Linked DNA regions of Mus musculus: all the other regions are linked to region 3. Evidence: chromatin contacts called from public HiChIP or PLAC-seq data. All regions are on one chromosome and are shown on one strand. The core of a region is the stretch at or near the end of the contact, and the rest is flanking DNA. Distances in the headings are between cores, read along the strand shown. Region 1 has its middle 23 kb from the start of Gm32897. Region 2 has its middle 37 kb from the start of Gm572. Region 3 overlaps Pex14 (peroxisomal biogenesis factor 14).

What was found. HiChIP or PLAC-seq counts read pairs in DNA pulled down with a chosen protein or histone mark.
Region 1: a contact with region 3 is called in an H3K27ac HiChIP or PLAC-seq map of embryonic stem cells, with 9 read pairs. The contact joins two enhancer-like sites. A contact is called at or near these places in 7 of 484 Hi-C or Micro-C datasets (the CH12 cell line, the HL-1 cell line, the N1E-115 cell line and 4 more) and 19 of 115 datasets of contacts at active chromatin or transcription factors (embryonic basal ganglia, embryonic forebrain, embryonic hindbrain and 9 more).
Region 2: a contact with region 3 is called in an H3K27ac HiChIP or PLAC-seq map of embryonic stem cells, with 9 times the contacts expected there. The contact joins two enhancer-like sites. A contact is called at or near these places in 1 of 15 datasets of contacts at CTCF or cohesin (embryonic stem cells), 4 of 484 Hi-C or Micro-C datasets (the N1E-115 cell line, bone marrow-derived macrophages and embryonic stem cells) and 14 of 115 datasets of contacts at active chromatin or transcription factors (bone marrow-derived dendritic cells, cardiomyocytes, a colorectal cancer cell line and 6 more).

Annotation. Positions count from the first base shown.
Region 1 is chr4:148,722,993-148,725,974 of GRCm38.p6, forward strand. No RefSeq gene overlaps it. Among named protein-coding and RNA genes, the nearest start is that of Gm32897, 23 kb to the right of the region's middle. Within about 2 kb of position 1,464, at least 33 of the 459 cell types and tissues checked have an H3K27ac peak or open chromatin away from gene starts, as enhancers often do. A contact at or near this core is called in embryonic stem cells, where this site is marked.
Region 2 is chr4:148,679,162-148,682,040 of GRCm38.p6, forward strand. No RefSeq gene overlaps it. Among named protein-coding and RNA genes, the nearest start is that of Gm572, 37 kb to the left of the region's middle. Within about 2 kb of position 1,575, at least 35 of the 459 cell types and tissues checked have an H3K27ac peak or open chromatin away from gene starts, as enhancers often do. A contact at or near this core is called in embryonic stem cells, where this site is marked.
Region 3 is chr4:149,048,004-149,050,858 of GRCm38.p6, forward strand. All of the region lies in intron 2 of Pex14 (peroxisomal biogenesis factor 14), which reads right to left. Among named protein-coding and RNA genes, the nearest start is that of Gm42351, 39 kb to the left of the region's middle. Within about 2 kb of position 1,473, at least 195 of the 459 cell types and tissues checked have an H3K27ac peak or open chromatin away from gene starts, as enhancers often do. A contact at or near this core is called in embryonic stem cells, where this site is marked.

The DNA.
Region 1 (2,982 bases), core at 214-2,713, 330 kb before region 3:
AGGAGACCAAGAAGGCGGAGGAGGAGAAGGCGGCCAGGGAGATTCAGAAGGCCCCCACGTGTCAGAAATGGTGGCAGAAGTCTGATCTTGGTATCCAGGAGGCTGAGGCTAGCCTGGGCTACACAGTGAGACCCTGTTTCAAGGACGGGAGGAAAGAAGGGAAGACAGTGACTTCCGATGGCCTGAGACCTGGGTCCTGGGTGCCACGGCTGGCTGTCATGGCTGCCCTGGCTGGCTGTCATGGCTGCCCTGAATGTAGACAAAGATGAAGGGAGGCTTGGAGAAGAGAGACCAGGAGGCAACCCGCTGAGCTTTCCCCAGACATTTGTCAAGGAGCAGCAGGTGGGTGCTGGAGCGGAAGTGGATAAAGGAGAAAGGAACCTGCCGGAGGAAAAGAGGCAGGACACAGGAAGCTTTCTGATTCCGGAAGTGACGCATTCTGCTATTTGGGAGGTAAGTGGGGTGGAGCCTAGAGGGAGGGGCTAGCCAGAGATGGCAGAAACCACACTGCCAATCCGCCCCTCCCCAATCCCCCCTCCCACGAGACTGCGACAGTACCACCACAGTAGCCCCAAAGGATGTCCTGCTTGCTGTGTGCCCCACCCACCGTGGGGAGTTCAGGCCTTTTGCAGCAAGACTCTTTGCCGTAGTCCCCAGGATTTTCTGCCGGGGCAGGAATTATGGTTCCCGTTCTGCTGGGCAGATGCTGAACCACTGAGCTACATCCCCAGACCTACAGAGAGGTTCATTCACTTGCCCAAAGGCCACACAGCTTTTAAGAAGCAGAACTAGAATTCAACCTTGATGTTGCCCCACTGCCTGGCTACCCAGGTGCCCAAGAGTTCCCTGTCCAAAGGATGGTGGATGGGCCTTGTTGACTTGGCTTCTGGATCAGCCAGGGTATGCATGCCAACACTGGGGATGTGTGGGTCAGGAGTGATTTCCCAAAGGGCTGGCTCACTTTAGTTCTCAAGAATGCAAAAAATACTGTTAAAAGAGTTGTTCAAGGGGTGTGGAAATGCAACCCCAAGGTCAGAGGTCAGAGAAGTGCCAGGGATTAGAGAAGCCTTGACTGGAGGGCGGGAGGAGGGGGGGGGGAACCAGAGATGGATGTGGTAATTAAGCTTGCCATCCCAGCACTCAGGAGGCTGAGGCAGGAAGACTGCTGCAAGTTCCAGGCCAGACTGGGCTGGGCTTCAGGGTGCCTGCTCTGTCTCACAAAAGCAAAAGAAATGGACAGCCCTGGTGGTGGTGAAGGTAGTGTGTGTGTGCTGTGTTTCCAGACCTGGCCTGGCTCAATGAAGCAGTCCTGACGGAAGACTCAGAGGCCTAGAGGCAGGAGAGCCAGAGGTGAAGCTGTACACGGCCCATTCATTGGGTGGGTCCCCGCAGCACAGCGCCCGCCTTGCAGGAGCCAGCTCGCCCCGCCCGCGGGGGTCGCCCGTCCCAGGCCGGGAAGTCTAATGTGCCCGCAGCCGTTCCGGGGAGCGGTCCCCCGCCGCGCTAATGTGCGGTCGCCCCGCCCGCCAGCAGTGGTGCCCCCGCGCCGACCCCGAGCGCAAATCGATACGCATCAGGCGGCGGGCTGCCCCGTCCCCTCCCTGCCCACACCCCTCTCTCCAAGCTCCCTTCCTCCCTCTCGGATACCCCGGACCTGCCTCCGCCCTCTGGCTTCCTAGGAGCCTGGGAATCCCGGGTGAGTGGATAGGGGCTTAGGGCCAGAGCGTGCTCATTCTTTCCCCAAGGCAGGGACCCGGGGAGGGGGATGAATGAAACACTCCAATGCAAAACATCAGGGGTGACGGTGGCCCCTGCATAAGAGAAATCAAGACAAGTAAAAATTAAGGCCCGGGAATGTGGCTCAAAGACACAGCTCTATGGCACATAAATTAGATGTGGTGTGCACACCTGTAATCCCAGCACTCGCTCTGGAGTAGAGGCAGGAGGGTCCTAAATTCAAGGTCAGTCCTCAGAGGCTACAAAGTGAGCTTGAGGGATAAGGGAAATCATGCTTCAGGTTAAAATGAAAAGGCTTGGTGGACGATAGCTCAAAGGCTCAAGCGCTTGCTTTGCAACAAAGAGTTCGAGCCTACATAAAAGCTGGCAGGTGTACTGGCACCCTGCTAGTCCAGGTGGGCACGGATGATCCTCAGAGCAGGCTAGACCATCAGACCAGGGGAGCCCCAGGCTCACCAAGAGACTCCAATAAATTGGAGTGTGGGATCAGCATGGAGACACTGGGTGAAGTCACTCACGGAGGAAATCTGGGGACCTGAGGTAGATCCATGGAACCCATGGGTCACCCGAAGGAGAGAGCTCACTGCCACACATGCACCATGGCACCTGTTCCCATTTACCCCACGCCCTCCATGCTGTGATAATAAGTAAAAAATTTAAAGATTAATTTTTTAAAAAGGTGGAACCTGACAGAAGATACCAGGCACCTCTGACCTTACAGGGCCACACAGGCCCGCGCGTGCACTCGCACACAGGCCCACAGGCCTTCGTTCAGGCACACACACCACACGCACATGTACATGTGATAACTACATAAGTTAAAAAAATTAAGGGAAAAATTAATGCAAAAAAAATCCTCAGTGATCAAAAATAAATCAAAATTTTAAATGAAGCTGAGATCAGTAATGGTTGAGCAGAGCCATATTGGAGCCTGGGGCAAAGGGAAAAAAAATATCAAGAAGCTGGATCCTGTTTCATTTAAATGTTGAATTCTTTGTTCATCCCAGATTGCTCACTGGGGGACGGGTTGTCACTGAAACTCGCTTTGGGGACCAGTAATGACAGAAGAAGAAATGCCAGCACCTTAATTACCTTAAAAGTATTATTGGGGGGGAGGGTTGAACCCAGGGCCCCCTGTGTGCTAGGTGCACGCTGTATCCCCAGCATCCTCTCCATCTTTTAAAATTGTGGTTGTTGCAGCAGGGTCTCAGGTAGCCCAGGCTGGCCTCGAACTTGCCGCCTAGT
Region 2 (2,879 bases), core at 325-2,824, 370 kb before region 3:
TGGCACATTCAAGACCAGCTTGACATAGGTAAATAAGACTATATCAAGCCGGGCATGGTGACACACGCCTTTCAATCCCAGCACTCGGGAGGCAGAGGCAGGCGGATTTTTTTCTGAGTTCGAGGCCAGTCTGGTCTACAAAGTGAGTTCCAGGACAGCCAGGGTTATACAGAGAAACCCTGTCTCGAAAAACCAAAACAAACAAACAAACAAACAAACAAGTCTGTATCAAAATAAAATAAAATAAAATAAAATAAAATGAAATAAAATAAAATGATCGCTATGAATGGTCCAGCAATTCCCAGGGCAGGAAGAGGCTAGGCCTGGCTTGGCCTGGGCTCTGGATGCTCTTCTCAGGCAGAATAAACAATAGGCAGCCATTTCTTTCCCCTCAGCTAACTCTCCTCACCCTCTCAAAAGTGGGAAGTCTTCTTTAATTAAAAAGTGCTCGGGGTTCCATGCAGGACTCCTGTTCTCTTTTAAGACGTAACAACACTGACTCTATGGCCCCTCCTACACTTGATGTGCCAGGGCCAGAATGGTACCCATGACCAATTCTGGGGCTATGGCAGGCATACTCGTGAACATCGTCCCTGCCTTGGGGACATCTAATTTTCTTGCCGAGACCTCCCAGGTCTTGCAGGCAGGCATCTGTTTATGCCTGACACATCTGTGTGCCGTGACATCGTGGAAAGGGGTTCTGTGGGGTTGGGGTTGTGGGGTCTTAGCCAGTCTAGGCTATTCAATGTGATTAGACATCATTTGGGTCCCTTGGGTTCTAATCTTCTCCTCCCCAGAGTCTCAGCCAGTAAGCATACATACACTGTACTTCTTCCTTGTCTGTCCTGCGCAGCAGTCAACACAGCCAGAAAATCCCTGGGTTTGCCTCTGTGAGTACCAAGCCTGTGGCCCTGGACTCTCAGATGTCCTCTGCTTCCCGTGATGGCTTCCTGTCACGGCATACCCTTTTAGCGCCGGCTGCAAGTCTCTGTTGGGTATTTGAATCTCACTTAAACTGGAACTGTACTTATTATCAACTCAGTAATTCTCCAGATTAGGGAGTAACCGAACTCCCGATCCTCTATCTTCCGAGTGCTGGGATTACAGGCATGAACGGCCTTGCCATATGTCACTCATATAAGGCTGGACATGGAACCGGAGGCATCGTGCATGCTAGGCAAGAACCCTACCAACTGAACTATGTCTCAGGCCTATCTCCTCTCCCCAGCCCTCCTTTTTCCTCTTTGGAGACCCAGGGTGAGCCATTCCACACCCCAGCACTGTGCCCTTCAGAGTGAGGTCCCCAGCCAGCAATGCCTACATTCCCTGGGAATTCACTAGAAACACAAATCACTAGGGTGGTTTTGTTTTTGTTTTGTTTTGAGACAGGGTGTCATGTAGCCCAGGCTGCCCTGGAACCCTCTGTGTAGCCAAGGCTGACCTTGAATTTCTGATCTTCCAGTTTTCCTTCTCTCAGTTAAAGAGATTACAGCCAAGTCCCACCCTGCTCAGTTTAGATATGCAAATTATTAAACTTGGAATGTCCCTCAGTTACCAAAGTCTAGCTGGGCCACTGCATTATCTTAACGAATGAATTGGACCACACCCCAGATGACAGATCAAGAAATTCAGTCAGTGAGGCCTGATAGTTTGCATTCTAACAAGACTTCCTGTGGATTCAGGAGGTGCTCCATTGCACACAAGAAAACAACTGCTAGGGAGAGAGAGAGAGAGAGAGAGAGAGAGAGAGAGAGAGAGAGAGAGAGAGAGAGAGAGAGAGAGAGAGAGAGAGAGAGAGAGAGGAGACTGGTACTCCCTAAGTCAAAGAACTCCTTTGCCTCTAAAATAAAGGCTACATTCTGTTTCAAAGTCTTGCCACCACCATCTGCCCACTGTAAGCAGGACCACCCCTTTGAGGAAGAAAGAAACGATTGTTTCCATTTTATGGATGCAGAAACTGAGGCTCACAGCCTGATCCAAGGTCACATAGATAGCTGGAAAATAGTAACTCAAGGTCTTCATATTCTTAGGCAAGGAATCCTTCCAGCACACCTTGAGTCTTCAGAATTCCTTTAGACCAAAGAAACAAACCCAGGTCCTATTGGCCAGGAAGGAGATCTGCCTTCCAGCTTTCTGCCCAATTTCCAGTTGCAATCACAAGAGAGAGCATCCAGGAAGCATAAATTTTGCCTGGCAGTTGAGTAAGAGCTCTGAAAGGAGTTACACGTCAGGGAGATGGGACTTTATTTCTCAATGAAATAGCCTTTTTATGGCTGGAATAAAAGTGCCAGGGGAGCCTAATGCCAGGAAGCAGAAAGCACATTTGATAAACTCCTCCAGCCAGGGCGGGGCTGCATGGGAACTCACCGCAGAGTTCCCCACGACACCAGTGCATGCTTCTCTGTAGATCCGAGTCCTGCCTGGGAGAGATCTTGGTTAAAGGTGGTGGTGGGGTCGTGGGCGGCGGTCCTCGTGGCCCTTCTAGATGGAGAATGGCTGACACTGGACCCCAGAGCCTGAAGCTGGGTCTCCAGTTAAAAGTGGAGCTGCAATGTAAAGAGCAGCCAGCAGGGGGCAGCATAACACACTGTTCCAGCCTGACCTGGGGCTGCTACAAGGGTTGGGGGCTTAGGGGTGGGGGGGCCTCTGGGGTACAACCCTCAGAAGAGGTCAGCGGTAACTCTCTCCCTAGGAAGTCTTCCTCCTCCTTTCAGCTTTTCTCTTCAGCCTTTTCCTATCAAAGAACAGTTCCCCATAAGGTGGGGTAGGGTTTCCCTCCCCTGTCTTGCCCACTCTCTGGCTGTCTTCTTAAGCTTCGACAAGTTTATCTTTGGACTTGACTAACCCATTGATTTCCTCCCAATGGGGTCTTTCAGATA
Region 3 (2,855 bases), core at 223-2,722:
ATATTAAACGTGTAAAAAGGAAATAAAAGAAAGGAAAGTCTATCCACAAAACCCTGAAGTTCACGAACTAAAGACAGTTAACTGAACTTAGGAAGGGATGGATATCATCAAGTGCCCTGGTGCTCAAAGAGTCAAAGGAAGGGCTCTCCCTTTCAGCTGGGATCTCCTGGTTGTGGTCACTGTGCCCTTCCTATTGCTGAGATGGGTTCCAGCCCTGTAGTGATTATGTATGCATGTGAGCCCTAATTTCCTTTGTTTTCTTTTCCTTGCTCCTTTTGTTTTTCACATTAAAGAATAAAACACCTCTGTAGAAGCACAGAGGAAAGCTGGGCGTGGTGGCACATGCCTTTAATCCCAGCACTTGGGAGGCAGACAGATTTCTGAGTTCGAGGCCAGCCTGGTCTACAGAGTGAGTTCCAGGACAGCCAGGGCTACACAGAGACACATTGTCTCGAAAAACAAAAACAAAAAAACAACAAAAAAAAAACAAAAAAACAAAAAACAAAAAAAAAGAAGCAGCAGCAGCAGCAACAGCAGCAGAGAGGAGTTGACGTGATTCAACATAATATATTTTAGGGGCTATTGTGTAAATCTGTATTTAGGGGAGTCTAAAGCATGCATTATTGACCCCAGCCTCTCTTAAAACATTGATAAATGAAGTAAAAGCCTCTATGAAAAGTGGCAACTTTGCATGTGCAAAAACTACCTTTCAAAGTGAAATCTCTCTGTCATTCACATTTTCCCCCCCCTTGGCCCTAGTTAAAAATACTGCGAGAGTGACTCCCCGTCACATGCCAGTGTTTTGTTGTTTTATGGGAATAGTTCTTCCAGAGAGGAATGTGGCGGTAAACTATCTTAAACCACCCACACTACTTAGTACCAAGTGACAGTGGTCTCAGGGACCAGGTGACTTGGGAGAGATTTTCCTGCTCAGCAGAGGACTCTGGGCCAACTTACTGCACAGAGGCAGCTGGAGCCTGGGGCAGGCGAGCCGCGGGGCAGGGCTGCAGATGCTGCACACCACTGAGTGCCCTCACTGCAGAAGGAGCGGAACACGCCAGCCGGCTATAGAGGAAATGAAAACCCCGGCCTCTGGGCTGAGAAGATCAAAGTTCCTTTTTAGGAAAGGTTGAGAAGGAAAAGGATTTTCTCCTTTAGGCAGAAAGAAAAGCAAATTTAAATGCCTTGTCCCCACACATCCCCACCTGAATTTCCACAGCAACCCCTCTAATTTCTGATGCAGCCAACAAAGCAGTTACCCAAAGAGGGGAGAAAAAAAGGATGACATTTGCCTTTTCCTTGGCTTTGAAATCCGACTGGCAGCGGATTGTTTGAAGTCCTGTTTAGAGAGGAAACTGTAATAGCCTCCATACTGAAAAGAGGAGGGAAATGCCATTATACACGGATCACGGTAGCAGTGACCTCAGCAGAGAAGGCAAACGAGCTGGCTCTGAGCCGGAGGTCGGTGAGCTAGCATGCCAGGAACAGAAATAAAAGGTTTACGCGCCAGAACTGAGTGGTAGCAAGAGTCGGAGACTTGATCCCGGGAAGCACCAACAAGAGCAAGGCACTCAAAGCCCAGAGCAGCATCTCTCCATAGCTCCTTGCTGCTCTTGTCCGCAGCCCCTCTAACTCCCTGCACTGCTAAAGAGGAAGCAGAAAACACCCAGGCTTTGTGTTGTAAAATTAATGAAGGTGTCAAGCTGCTGAGTTGAATCACTGCAAAGGAATGTAATGACTCAGTGTCCACGGTGCTGATGCTCCTAAGGAGAGCGGCGAGCTGGAGACCAGCACTAAAGCTATGCAGCAGGCCGGCCCCAGGACCTTCCTGATGATACCTGGGTTCCTTCTCTCTGCTGCTCGCTAAATGTTATGCTTTCCCAATTACTGCTCCGCTCAGGAGCTCAAGAGCTTGGCTCATAGAGAACTACTGCAGCTCCCACTTCTCAAGTCTGGGCCAAGTTCTCTCTTGTCATGCATGACTAAGCTGTGACAGGAACAAAGAAAGGTTGTGTCCCTGAAAGTGGCAACCTTAAGGATTAAGTCATCACTGGGGCTGGACACAAAATAAATGACTACCAGGTGGCATGTGAAGCACTCCCTCTGGAGGGCTTGACACCTGCTGATCACAGGGCAAGATGGGCTTGTGTGTTCCACGGGAGAGAATGTCGGCATCGGGAAATGTTGTCTCCATTACATGCACTGGCAGGCTCAGAATTCATAGCCTCCTGCCTCGGCCTGCCAAGATGCTGAGACTGCAGGAGTGTGCTGAAATATCTGTATAAGCTAAAACCTTCTGAGGAGTCATTAACTGGTACCTCGGACAGATAGCTAAGGGGGAAAGGGACTAAAGCATCGACAACTAAGGTTTGAATACAGAAAGGAGCTGCCACAGCCTACAAATAGCTTAAGTTCCAAGAATCTGGGGCTAGAGAGATGGATGGATGGCTCAGCAGTTAAGAGGACTGGATTCCATTCCCAGCACTCATAGATAGGCTCACAACTGTCTATAACTCCAATTCCTGGGGGATCCAACCCTCTTTTGGCATCTGCAGGCACCAGGCACACAAGTAGTACATAGACAAACATGCAGACAAAACACTCATACATGTTAAAGAAAATTAATTAGTTAATTAAAGATAGCAAAAGTTAGAAATGGCAGATTTGGACAGCTAAAGATCACCTGCAGCTCCACCAAGCAGCAGACCTGTGGCCGACACCAGACAACCAAGTCCTGACTCCTGCTGTCGCTCTAGAGCACTTCCTGGCCCTCTGCAGAGTAAAGCAGCAGTGTGACTCTGCACGCAGAGTGTGGTTCACGGCAGAGAATGCTGGCCGGCTCGAGGATTTTCAAA